3 separate regions of the Mus musculus genome follow, and all the other regions are linked to region 2. Evidence: chromatin contacts called from public Hi-C and promoter capture Hi-C data. All regions are on one chromosome and are shown on one strand. The core of a region is the stretch at or near the end of the contact, and the rest is flanking DNA. Distances in the headings are between cores, read along the strand shown. Region 1 overlaps Lrrc7 (leucine rich repeat containing 7). Region 2 holds the start of Lrrc7 (leucine rich repeat containing 7). Region 3 has its middle 60 kb from the start of Gm20752.

What was found. Promoter capture Hi-C pulls out the DNA fragments that hold promoters and counts their contacts. Hi-C and Micro-C count contacts between places; a contact is called where the count stands out from the background.
Region 1: a Hi-C map of cortical neurons shows a contact between it and region 2, with 2.4 times the contacts expected there. The contact joins the enhancer-like site here to the promoter of Lrrc7 in region 2. A contact is called at or near these places in 7 of 39 promoter capture datasets (the 3T3-L1 cell line, cranial neural crest, embryonic stem cells and 3 more), 10 of 484 Hi-C or Micro-C datasets (cerebellar granule neurons, cerebellum, cerebral cortex and 5 more), 8 of 115 datasets of contacts at active chromatin or transcription factors (SST interneurons, VIP interneurons, astrocytes and 5 more) and 2 of 9 other capture datasets (embryonic stem cells and liver).
Region 3: a contact with region 2 is called in a promoter capture Hi-C map of hippocampal neurons, with 4 times the contacts expected there. The contact joins the enhancer-like site here to the promoter of Lrrc7 in region 2. A contact is called at or near these places in 7 of 39 promoter capture datasets (cranial neural crest, embryonic stem cells, hippocampal neurons and 3 more), 4 of 484 Hi-C or Micro-C datasets (brain, cortical neurons, tail fibroblasts and 1 more), 2 of 115 datasets of contacts at active chromatin or transcription factors (forebrain and stem cell-derived neural progenitor cells) and 2 of 9 other capture datasets (adipose tissue and liver).

The regions. Positions count from the first base shown.
Region 1 is chr3:158,200,427-158,204,520 of GRCm38.p6, forward strand. Lrrc7 (leucine rich repeat containing 7) reads right to left here. Exons shown (of 28, transcript NM_001081358.3): 11 at 1,924-2,068. Among named protein-coding and RNA genes, the nearest start is that of Lrrc40, 170 kb to the left of the region's middle. Within about 2 kb of position 2,440, at least 4 of the 459 cell types and tissues checked have an H3K27ac peak or open chromatin away from gene starts, as enhancers often do. A contact at or near this core is called in cortical neurons, where this site is marked.
Region 2 is chr3:158,559,806-158,564,106 of GRCm38.p6, forward strand. It overlaps Lrrc7 (leucine rich repeat containing 7), which reads right to left and starts at 1,956. Exons shown (of 28, transcript NM_001081358.3): 1 at 1,301-1,956.
Region 3 is chr3:159,014,897-159,018,679 of GRCm38.p6, forward strand. No RefSeq gene overlaps it. Among named protein-coding and RNA genes, the nearest start is that of Gm20752, 60 kb to the right of the region's middle. Within about 2 kb of position 1,680, at least 7 of the 459 cell types and tissues checked have an H3K27ac peak or open chromatin away from gene starts, as enhancers often do. A contact at or near this core is called in cortical neurons, forebrain and hippocampal neurons, where this site is marked.

The DNA.
Region 1 (4,094 bases), core at 1,190-3,689, 360 kb before region 2:
GTGTTTGCTCTATTAAAATAGTTAGAAAGAGGAATGAATAGAGGACATTTCTCTCTTTGTGGAAACAGCAGATGGAGGAACCACACATAAGTAAGAGTGCTTACTGGGTGTGCCTCTCCTCTGTCAACTGACTCTCAGCTGCAGGACTCATGACAGAAATGGAAATTTTGTTTTAGTTGTATTTTATTAATTTTATGGAAATTCTTAAATATTATTTTCAAATTTTGTGGTGGCTCAATAGATGATCTATGTTCTAATAAAAAAGAAGAGGTGCCATTTCTCACCCAGTTGGTGTCTGTGGTGTGTGTTGCAACATTGTACCTTGTCAGCTACAATGCGATATAGAACAAAGCTTTAATGTCTGGTGGTCAATAGGGGAACTCTCCAAGAAAGGCTGGTCTGCGTCTATAACCAGGCTCTGGGCAGATGCATAGATACAATTTCCTCTGAAATTTTACCGAGATACAGAGGATAGTTCAGTGAGTAGCTAGTGTTTCCGAGCTGCTTTTTCTATGATTTATGACACTTGATCCCATTGTTTTCTATTCTATGATTACTTTAACTTCTTTTATCTTCTGTATGGATTTTTTTTTCAATTTCCTGTTTTCTGGTGCTTTACAAGGTATAAATTTTATCTCTTTTATAAGTGGACACATTTTCATTTTTAACATGCTTATTTAACTTCATTTTTCTTGCACACTTGTGGGATTTTTTAAAGTTATCAGATAAATATTGATCCTTCTTAGAGGCCAGATACACAGTCTCAGCAATGAGTATGCAGCTATGGGTAAACTCTGATCCTCAGTTACATGGAGTGGTGCTGAAGGTGTAGCCAAATACTACCACTCTGTTGTGTGATCAGACAATGCTCTTTGTAGCTGACAAGCTACAATATTGCAACACACACACCAGCTCTTCCTGTACTCATCTGCTCACAAGTTTCATCTAAGGTGACTAACATTCAGATCAGAGAGCCCAATATCCCCACTGCATCACAACCTCATGAGATGCAGCTGGTAAATGAGAGGTTTAATGAAGATTTCTGTTACATCTGACAGTTGGAGAAACACTTTTGGAAATGTGTTGATTATGTAAATAAAAAGCCAGCCAATTTATGAGAAAAACTAAACTATGTGATTTTGTTAAAACCAGTGCTCTCCATCAGCCTGAAGGATCAGTTAAAGTGGTGATAAAATATTAAAGGGAACTGGAAAACTGCCCTGTCATCAAGTTTCCCTCCCACTGGGCTACTTAGCCTTTAACTTCCAGAAACGTTAGCAAGTTGCTAAATACAATGGCACATCTACTGCAAATAGGTTCAAATCCCCATTTCAAAGTTATGAGAATTGACGTTTATTCTCCTACCTGAGACATCTCAAAAATAATAGGAAGAATATAAAAGAATATTATTACCCAGTCCTTTATAACTTTACTCATAAAATTCATAAAATGCATAAAATTCCCTAGTGTGCAAGCTATACTTACAATTATTCCTACTGACAAGCATCTTACAACATATTAAGGACAACGCGTCTTTTAAAAATAATGGAATTAAGAATCTAATTTATATTCACACATTTTTGTGTTACTTACCTGTCATTCCAATGTTAAAATGCACCCACTATCACCAAATAACTCTAAATCGAAATTCTTACTTCTCATGACAACACTGTGCAATTCAGGACATTTGATAATTTAAGGGTATATACCAATTTACTAGGAAGAGAGCTGGATATGGTAGCTAAAGTTAACTGTTCATTTTAAGGAATTCATAATATGTTGTTTTATGATCTTGCATGGTAAATTTGCTAGTTCATTAATGTTAGACTAGTAGTATATTACCTACATGCATAAACAAGTTATACTGCCAAAAAAACCTGTACACTTGACATAATTACTCATGACAAAATGTTACATCCTCACCTATTGAGTCAGGCAGCTGTTGCAACATATTGGATGATAGTAAGAGGTCCTCGAGGGCTTCACATCCAGAAATATCCATATCAACCGTTTCTATCCTGTTTTTTGACATATCCAGGTATACCAACATCTTTAACTTCCCTATAGACTTGAAGACAGTGCATAAACTCAGGGTTAGTTGGGGGAACTTTCATAAGGCTCTTGAAGTTGTGAAAACCACAATGTTGTGAAATTAATTTTAACACCACCGCCACAGCAATAGGAAGCATATGGAAGCACTGGTCAAATGTACACTGGTTGGAAATGGATACAAGTGTATCCAATTGGAAACACAGAATCCTTACATGATCTACATACCTCTAGACCTATTCTGCAGAATAAAGCCACACATGTACCCAAATGATTATGGATACATTATTCACAGCAGCTAATCCTGCCTCAATGACTGCATAGGAAGGCAAAAGTGGCCTGCCCACATAATGGATGTTCTTTGGCAGTAGCAGTGAGTGAAGTGTTGAAATGTGCTTCAAAATAGATGAACTTTGAAAGGTGCAAGTCACAAAAAACCCACACAGCATAGATTACACTCATATGCAATCTCCAAAACTGGTAAATGTATAGACAGAAAGTAGAGAAGATTGCCAAAGATTTAGGATTTCTTTTAAGGGTGATGGGAATGTTCTAAAGTTAGGTTATGATGATGTTTATAGAACATTGTGAGTCTGCTAAAAAATCCGCCGAGTTGTAAATGCCTGTGAATTATATCTCACAGCAGTGGTTATAGATAAATTTTGAGTCAACGCAGCAGTCAGAGCACCACAGTTCTCAAAGTTGCCAATGGGGCACTGAGCATTGCATATTATTCTTATGGTTGAGATGCCTCAGAGAGATTTAGAATTGTAATCCGAACTTTATTCTGCTAATTAGAGTATGGGAGGCAAGGAGGTCTTTGAATTCACAGATAAGGACTAGGGGAACCTGGAATTTTAAATACACAGGGTTGTTCCTTCAAAGAAAGGAATACATAGCTTGTCATCTACCCAGAAGTCTGGGAAAAGATATTAATAGCCTGCTTACCTTTGTGAGATCTTTGTGGGTAAGATTACACTGGACCCTCCCTCAGACCTTTATCATAAGTTTGTTTTTCTCAGTCAGTCTACAGAATCCATCTGTATGGAAGGTGTCAACTTTACAAAAAGTTTTGATGTAGTATATCTGATCTTCATTTAATTTACTTTGTTCTTCAAAGAGATTTATGTTTGCTTTATTGTGCACATGGGACTGAGTTAATTATCACCTGGGAAGTTTTCACCAAATTGTGTGTTGCTTAAATATACCTAAAATAAGCTACTCAGGGTCAGACTCCAAAGTTTGAATCAACTTTATATACTTATTCATGCTGAACTGAACTGCTTTCTTGCCTCCCACAGATCATTACTCTGCTGGCCATGGTGGTCACAGAGACCCCTGTATTAGAGTTTCAACATTCTGCTCTTTCACTATCCATTTTTGAGACTCCCTATTATATGCTGCTATCTGTGTTATGAATTGCAGACAACATCAGGGCCAGGCAGCTATCTGGGAAGACATAGATAAAGACAAAGGCATTTTAAAATTTAAAATTTAAAATTTTGAAATGAACTGTCATTGTGAAGTACAGGCTGGTCTTCAACTTAAAACATTCCTTCTTCCAAGGACTTTAATCATAACTACTCAACACCATAATTGTCAAAACAAGGTTTTTATCTCTAGGGAAGTTTTTACATTAGTGAGGACAACATCCAAAGAAACAATTAAAAATACTCTTTATAGGTACATGAAAATTCATATGGGAAATATCACAGAAGAAAGGAGAAAAAAACCAAGACTGTCCAACAGTTGTTATTTGTCAAGAAAGAGGAAAGTCAAAGGTCTCGAGATAGTTCAGTAAGTAAAGGGCCTGCTGCAAAACCCTGAAGACTCCAGTTTAATCCCTGGCACTTATACTGAAGCCAGGCATACTGACAAATGCTCATACTCCTAGTGCTAGGGAAGCAGAGACAGATCTGCTATGCAGATAGCCGGTCTAGCTGAGCCAGTGAACTCCAGGTATAGCGAGAGATACTGTCTCAAAAAATAAGATGGAGACTAATTGAGAAAGGCACCTAACATATATCTCAGGACTCTGCATGCGT
Region 2 (4,301 bases), core at 706-3,205:
AAATATGCTCAAACACAAATTGCTTCTCATCCATCAGCAGAGCCCCATCTAGAGACTCGGGTGCACATGCTCTCCTGCTGACCCAATTACCACTGCAGGTAATTCCGATGTGCTTAAGTGTACAGGGAAAGTAATAGCAAAGAGCAGGTGGAGGCCCGCTGCCTCAATTCCCACCCACCCCCTCCTGCTTTCTGAGATTCCTTTTGATGGAGAACTTGGAAAGGACGTGGGAGTCACAGATGGTTCCTTCCTGAGGCCGATTCCCAGGAGTTGTGAAAGTAACCCCTTCCCTGCCTGGTGAGGTGCCACTTGCTTTGTGCCTTGGTGAGGAGGGGCAACCAGCAAGAAGGGGGTGGGGGGCGGAGGCGGATCTTTTCTCTCCCCAACCCTGATGGCCAAGTAGTGTAATGAAGCAATTTTGCAGCCATCTCGGTTATGAAGTCACTGTTTTTAACGACAATCTGTGCAGCCCCCACCCCCATCCCGCCCCCATCTTGACTCTAAATTTGATGATATAGGAGATCTCTGGTAGCCCAGCTAATTGTCTGCAAGCAGAGTGTCACAGTTACCCCAATATTGGCGGTCTTAGCTCCTTTTTCAAATACAATCCAAGGCATGTCCTGAATCCCAAAAGACCCCGGAGGATGCCAAGGGACCCAGAGCTGTACCAGGAGCAGTGAGATTCCCTAGCTTCTCTCACAGAACACAAAGGAGTTGCCTGGCTTAGAGAGTCAAGCATCTTCTCAGACTCCAAGGAAAGCACTCGCCCCATCCCTTCCCACTTCTTTCTGTCCTTTAGTCTTTCCTTCTTTCCCATCCCATTCTTCTCCCCAAACCCCACCCTTTTCTTTTCACCCTCAGTGACACCCCAATAATTCCTTTATAGACACCAAGACAGTAATACACCTTTCAAGATAAAGCACAAGTGTGTGCTGCCACAAGTGTGTGTGTGTGTGTGTGTGTGTGTATCACACTTGCTCCATCCCTCACACACCACGGGGAAAGCAGACTGGATACCCCAGGATCAAAAAAAAAAAAAAAATGCAGAAAGCCATATCTCTCAGGACTCCGTGGTCCCAGCATCAGTTCCCCGCACTCGCTCCTCACCTTTCCTTTTCGCAATATGTAACCCTTTAGAGTCCCTTGACCATCCAAAGCGCCGGGCTCCTAAGCACTTGTCCAGCTATCGCTGGATTCCACAGACCGGCAACCGCCCCAACGCTGAGGCACCCGGGCCACCTGAGCCTCCCAGATCCCCACTCCTGGACCGTGGGCAGAGGTCCCCCAATGCCCTACTCACATCGCCGGAAGCAGAAACTACCCATGAGGGTCCAAGGAGTGAAGGCCTTGCAGCTGCTGAGGGTTACTCCTTAAAGTGCTCTGGGGTCCGCAGTGAAGCCAGTAGGGGAGTCCTCCGAAGCAAAGGCAGAGGGGACTCCAGGCAGATGCGGTGTCAGACCATGGTGCCACTGCCCTTCAGGTGCAGGAGAGGAGAGGCGCCCCTGGGGAGCCGGGAGCCCGCCCGGAGCACCACTGCGGCCAGTCCCCGGCCTCCGCCCGCCCAGAGCGCCGCGCTAGCGACCGTAGCAGCAGCAGTGGCGGCGGCGGCGGCGGAGGCGCAGCTCCCTCCCCGCCCCCAGAAGGCTCCACAGACAATAAATCCTGGGTGGAGAAGAGAAAGGCAGCGCGGGCGAATCGTGTACCCAACTCGGCTGCTGCCCCGGCTGGCCGCGACGCCTCTGAAGAGGCGAGGGACCCCGTGGCCCGGGGCGCAGCAAGCACTGGCTGGGCTCTTGCGCTCCCGCAGTTGCGGGTGGCGGCGGGGGTCCTGGGTGGGCGGCTGCAGGTCGCGCTTGCCCAGAGGCTGGGTGGCCGTGGCTTGGAGCCCAGGGTTGGCCCGGAACGGGGTCCTCCGTGGTGCCGCGGCTTGGCGCACAGGTGCCAGGATTGGCAGACGAGGCGCTGCTCCTGGCTCGCGCCTGTGACTCCCCACTCTCCCCGCCCCCTCTCTTTCCTCCCACCCCCTTTTCCGACGACACCAGCTGCAGCTGCTTCAAAGTGTGAAAAATGTCAAGGAGATTTTCCAGGGCTCAGAGAGGATGACCACCACCTTGCCAGACCTCAGCCATTCTTGGACTACCTTGCTTGCCCCTTATGACCTCTACTTGGACTCCCTGCAATTTGGAGGAGCAAGATCTCAGTCCCGCGGAGAAATGAGATGTTCTAGCTTTCTCTGGTTCCGTTACCACCCGCAGCTTTTAGACAGCCAGTTGAGCTCTCTAGGTCCCTCAGTTGCCTGGAGTACACAAAGCAGGTGTCATCAGGCTCGCACGGGGCAGCGCGGGCTCCCCCGGCGTTCTCCCACCAGCCCGGGGCGCTCCTGCTGGCGGCACGGTGTTCTGCAGCGCCGGGAATCCGCCAGCACCGCGGCTCCAGGCCTGTGCGCTGGGTGCTCCCGCACCAGTTCAGTGACGCTGCGCGTGGCTCCGCAGGCTGCCGCTCCTGCTACCTCAGCAAAGAGACCGCCAGGAGTGCCTCCTCGGGGTTTCCTCCCTGCCTGCGTTGCAGGCTGCAGGTTGCAGGCTGCCCAAGGAAAAGGTCTGCTTCTGAGTCCAGTGGCTTATTCAGTACTACCATAGAGAGTCAATGGCAGCTTTCAAGACCCCTTTCCATTTTGGTCTGAGATTGCTGTTCAGGGGATGTACAAAAAATGAGAAGTGTTTCCCAACTTCCTTTCATTTATTCACAATCCTGCTCCTTCTGCCCCGAACTCAGGAACATTCGCTCCTCCACACATATTCACCGGAAAGCACACACAGAAAAATACAGACATGTACAAAAAGCTTTAAAAAGCATAGTGATGAGACTAGTGCTATATTTAGACCCCCTGCTTTCTAGACGAAACCGAATTCCTTCTATCCCGGGATTCTTCTGTGATTTAGAAGTGATAGGGCTAGGGGCCTCCCCCTTTTCTCTCCAATGCCAGTGGACTGTGACATTCAGATGCTACTTGGAGTTGGGTGAACTCCCAAAAGTGCTGGCATGTATCTTATATCTGGAATACGAAAAGTCTTCAAGGTTAAACATCGAACCCTGCCCCCACCCCAGGCTGCCAGGAATTGTCTAGGAAGAGATTGGAGACTGAGACTTCATCTATAGATAGTCATGGAAGAGGATTACTGCTTTATCTGGAAAAGGTGAAAAGGTTGGTGGCCTCTTAAGGAGACTTCCCTTAATTTACACAAAGAAGAGGAAAGGAGTGCATTTTGGAAAACCACATTTTTAAGAAAAAAAGCATTGTGAAACAGTGTAAAACTTCTTCTGAAAGTGGCAAAGAAATGACAAAATTTGTTGAAAGGACACTTTTTTAAACCTAACTTTTGTTGAACTCTTCCCCCCCCCCCCCCGCAGATTTGTTCTGTGAACATCTCACTGTAAGTTACAATATCTCAGCTGGAGGAGATGCTGTGAAAAAAATTAGATAGGAATTGAAAATCTATTAAAATAGCTCATCACGGCTTATGCCCCATTACAGAAATCCTTTGCAAGGTTCCAGTTCTTTTCAGTACTGCTTACAATGTTCTTTCTCACAGTCTTTCACTTCTTTCCTAAAGCTGTATGTTGGGCCCACCCTTATGAAAAAGACAGAAAAAGCTCCTCTGAGCTTAGAACTGTCTGCATTAGAACTCAGAACTTCTTACTCTAACTTGATGATCCACTCTCCTATCAAAACATTTCAAATTCTATCCAGCGTCACAGTTGGCTACAAGTAACTTCTGGCCTTCATAAACGAAAAGATGCCCTCCCATTAGGTAGGAGAAATTGTTTTTCTTTCCAATGGGAGAAAACTTTTGAAACCGAAAACTAAAATTCAGTGCCACCACAATATCATATTTTAAACCACATGCCTTCTTTCTCCTTTTTCTTTAGATTATAATCTCACTTTGGGCCATAAATATCCAGACAAAAGGCATTTTGTGGTGGAATGTGAATACAGCACTAGAAGTGACAGTGAAGAAGTTTTGGCTACAAGGCCCAGGACACCTCCCCCACCCCCAACTATTATTTATGAACCTTGAAGGAAACTTGGCAACCTTCAGTATTTATACAATGAAGTGTATTGATGATGTCAGTGGTTTCACAGAATTATAGAACTACTGAAATGCAAATGTTCTTTTGTCTTTAAACTCCAACTTTTCCTGTCTCCAACACTACTTCTAACTATATGTAGATGATACTCAGAAAACTTCATGCAGATGCTTGACATCTAAAAATTCACAATTTACAAAGTTAGACCAGAG
Region 3 (3,783 bases), core at 430-2,929, 450 kb after region 2:
TCCCTGGCATCCCTCAGACACTTTCCTTTGAGAATTCCTACCAGTGCACCTGGTCTTTCTTTTAATAAAAGCCTAGATATACCCACTTTCCTACAGAGAGCTTGTTGTTTTGCTTTTTAGTTTGACAACTGGATCACTGACCACCAAATAACTAGGAAGATATTGTTTCCATTTGTTATGGATCACACAACATTACATGTGTTGGCTTTCAAATTCCATAGAACTCAGCCTGCCAGGATACTTTTATCACTAAAGGAAAGAAGTCTTGATACAAAAATATAGAATTAGAAGACTCACTGACTTTGACAGAATAGGATCAGGAGAAAGAAGCTGGGCTAGGGCTCCATGTAGAGTTCTTCCCTAGCATATATGAAGGCTTGGATTTGGTTCCTATCACTACTAAAATAGTAGAAAGCCTTATCATTATCTAATTTAACATTATGACCTCTGGTGATTGTTTATTAAATTTAATATATTTTCTATATTTATATCCTAATATAAAAATGGAGCCAACAATGCCTTATCCTTATTATATTAGGTTGTCATGAAAAGTGATGCTTTGGAGCAACTTTACTTAAGAATAAACTAAAGCTGTTGCTAGAGGTACTTTGAGAATTTGAGGGAGGGTGTTAAGCAACTAGCTAAAAGATCATAAATATATGGACAAATGTCCCATTAAGTAGAAGAGAAAAGAGTATATCAAAAAATTGATGAAAATGAAGCATTCTCTCTATCTTCATGAGGAGCCCAGTACATCTCAGACAATTTAAGATGTATCTTATATATCAATATCTATCAACTCAAGGTGAATATGGGTACCATGAACTTTTTTATAGTTGTCTGAAGAACGGGAAATATTGCCATGACAAACCAAAACAGTGACAAAAAAATGTTAGATAAGTCATGATAACAGTAGGCAACACACAGTACTGATACACAAGTCACCTAATTTCTTCTTTCAGGACTCCTCAGAAGCATTGCCAGTTTATATGCAAATTTGGGAAGGAGTCACCATTGTTTTAAGTGTTAATTTACGATTATTTATACTCAGGGATGAAAGAATTGAATGATGGTGGTGATTACTATTATATTAAAGTATTTTGTAAACTGTGAAGTTCTAAACAAAAGTGATATAATCCTATACTCATAGTTTAAGATTTAATGAAACCTCTGGGTATGTACTTTCTATAATAGATGTTAGATTTTAAAATAGGAAAACATATGCAAATGTGTTTTGTGACACTGATATGCAAATCTGAGCCAATATTGAATACAGAGCAAACAAGTTACTGTATGTTTCTCCTGACCTAGCATCAGTCTATTTTTAGATATGTGCAGGAGAGCTGCTGCTTAAGGGATAATTAAAGAGCAAAGAGGGGATTGAATTTGAGAGACATTCTTCTGATTATCATTCCCACATTTATTTCTTCTAGAATAATCTTCATTACCCATAATCCAGTTAGTTAATGTTTTGTGTCAAGCACTATTTCTGAAAAAGAAACAGGGAATCAGAAATCAAAACTATTAGAGACCTATTTCTTTCTTGTACCTGCAATCAGTTCTATAATCTCAGAAACCACCCATCTGTCAGATATTTATTCCTTCTACTCCAGCATGCTAAACTTTGCCAAAGTCCAAGCAAACATGTTTTATGCATGACCTTGAAGACTAGATGACAGCAAGGAACAGAGCAACAAAAATTGCCCTTCCCACTTTCACACTCTAATTACAGCTAACACAACTGTCTTTCAGAATCCCAATTTGGTTCTTAAATTAAATCTGGGATGTCCCTAATGCATGAACAATTGCTTCCAGGATAACTGAGGTACTGGGCCTCATTCTCTATAAATGTCATTCATTTTGTCAGAATTCCCCAAAGCAAACAAATTCCTCAAGAAATCTTGATTTAGGGGAGGCACTAGACAAATACTGGCAATTAAGTCATTTAATTTATTCAGTCCACCTCTACACTAGGTGATGGGAATAAAGCAACAGTGAAGAAAAGGTCCTCCCTTTCATGATAATATACTAGATAATAAATGCATATGCAAAATACAGAAATTTTAGATAAAATAAAATTCTACTGCAATTAATGAAGATTAGTTATGATGGTCATGGAGCCTGAGCGTTTCTCAGAGAATACAGGAGGAGTATGATAAGTATCTGAAGGCAGTGAAGACCGAAGAGCAAAGCAAATGCCAAGGTTTTATAAGAGGAACTTGGTAACTGCAAGAATGCCTAAAAAGAGAGGGACTGAACCCAGAGAGACCAAGGGTTTGGGATGGTATTTTCAAGTTCTGGCCAAAATGTGGGCTTCATGAAAAGTGGAAAACATAATACTGGGACAAGAGTTTTATTCTAAAAATGATACACAGTCTTTTGTTTATTGGGATAGCTCTGAGGGCTGTATGGAGATTGAATGATCCCAGGAAAGAAAGAGTACTACATAAAGGAGACTAAGGGAAGCCAGTGTACATTGTGATATGAGACTTTGTTTTACATTTTCCCATATTCCAAACATAATTGCAAAGAATATGATTCTATGCAACTTTTTTGAGATTCCTTTTTAAAGAAGTTTGTTGCTAGGGAGGTTGCCAAGGAGACTGAGCAAAGCTTAGAAAATGAATGACTTCAGGATTTTTATGTAGACTAATTTAAATACCAGAAAGGTGCAGCCTGAGTGCTTTAATTTTACAAAGGGGGAAAACATGTGAATTATTAAATGCCAGTGAAAAGGATATGCTATATGTATGGTATACTTGTATGTACATACATATTTGTATAATGTGCATAATATATATGTGTGCTGTGTTGTACATACATCCTATGTATTTGTAGTATGTTCTCTGTATATTATATGTCAGCGTGTATGTGTGTTCTATATGTGTTGTGTGTTCAGTGTCTGTGTTCTGTGACAATAGTCATAATTCACAGGTGATTGTTCATGCATGCCTTATAGGACTACTGAAAACATTTGTTTGTTTGTTTCCTTTTTTTGTTTTTGTTTTTGTTTTTTCTGAAAACATTTGTTATGGACATTTTGTTTGTTTAATTTTTTTAGTTAACTTCTTTCTTTAAGTATTATAATTGTTTTGGCTGTATGTATGTCTGGGCACCATATGCATGCCCGGTGCCTATTGAAGGCAGAAGAGAGTGATGAATACCTTGGAACTAAAGTTTATGGATAGCTGCCATGGAGATACTGGAAACAAATCCTAGGGTTCTCTTGAAGAGAAGATAGTGCTATTAACTGCTAAGCCATTTCTCCAGACCCAGGAAGTATTTGGTTTAAGAAGATATAGCACTCAGTTCAAAAAAATTCAGGGGTGAGTGATATCCTACAGAAAGTAAAAGCACTTGTTTCAAAAGCATGGGGATCTGCGTTCAAATCCCTAGAGCTCTAATAAAAAGCTTAACATGGCTGGATACTCACTGTTGGCCTTAATCCCAACAGTGTTGGGCTGTGATGTGCTAAGACAGAAGTATTGCTGGAGTTTGCTAACCACTAGCCTATCTCAGGATTCAGGAAAATCTAGTCTCAAAGAAATGAGGTAGAGAGTGGTAAGAGGAGATCAGATTTCCTCCACTGGCCTCTGAGTCACACACCTGTGCATACAACACACACACGTATACACACATCTAATTCATATGAAATTTTACTTAAATATTCATTTCCCTATTTCTGAGTAGTATATTTTGGTCTTCATCTTTGTCTTTTCTAAAATTTCTTGTGATTGCCAATGTGCTTTTAACTAAAATTAAGTGTATTTTACATGATCATAC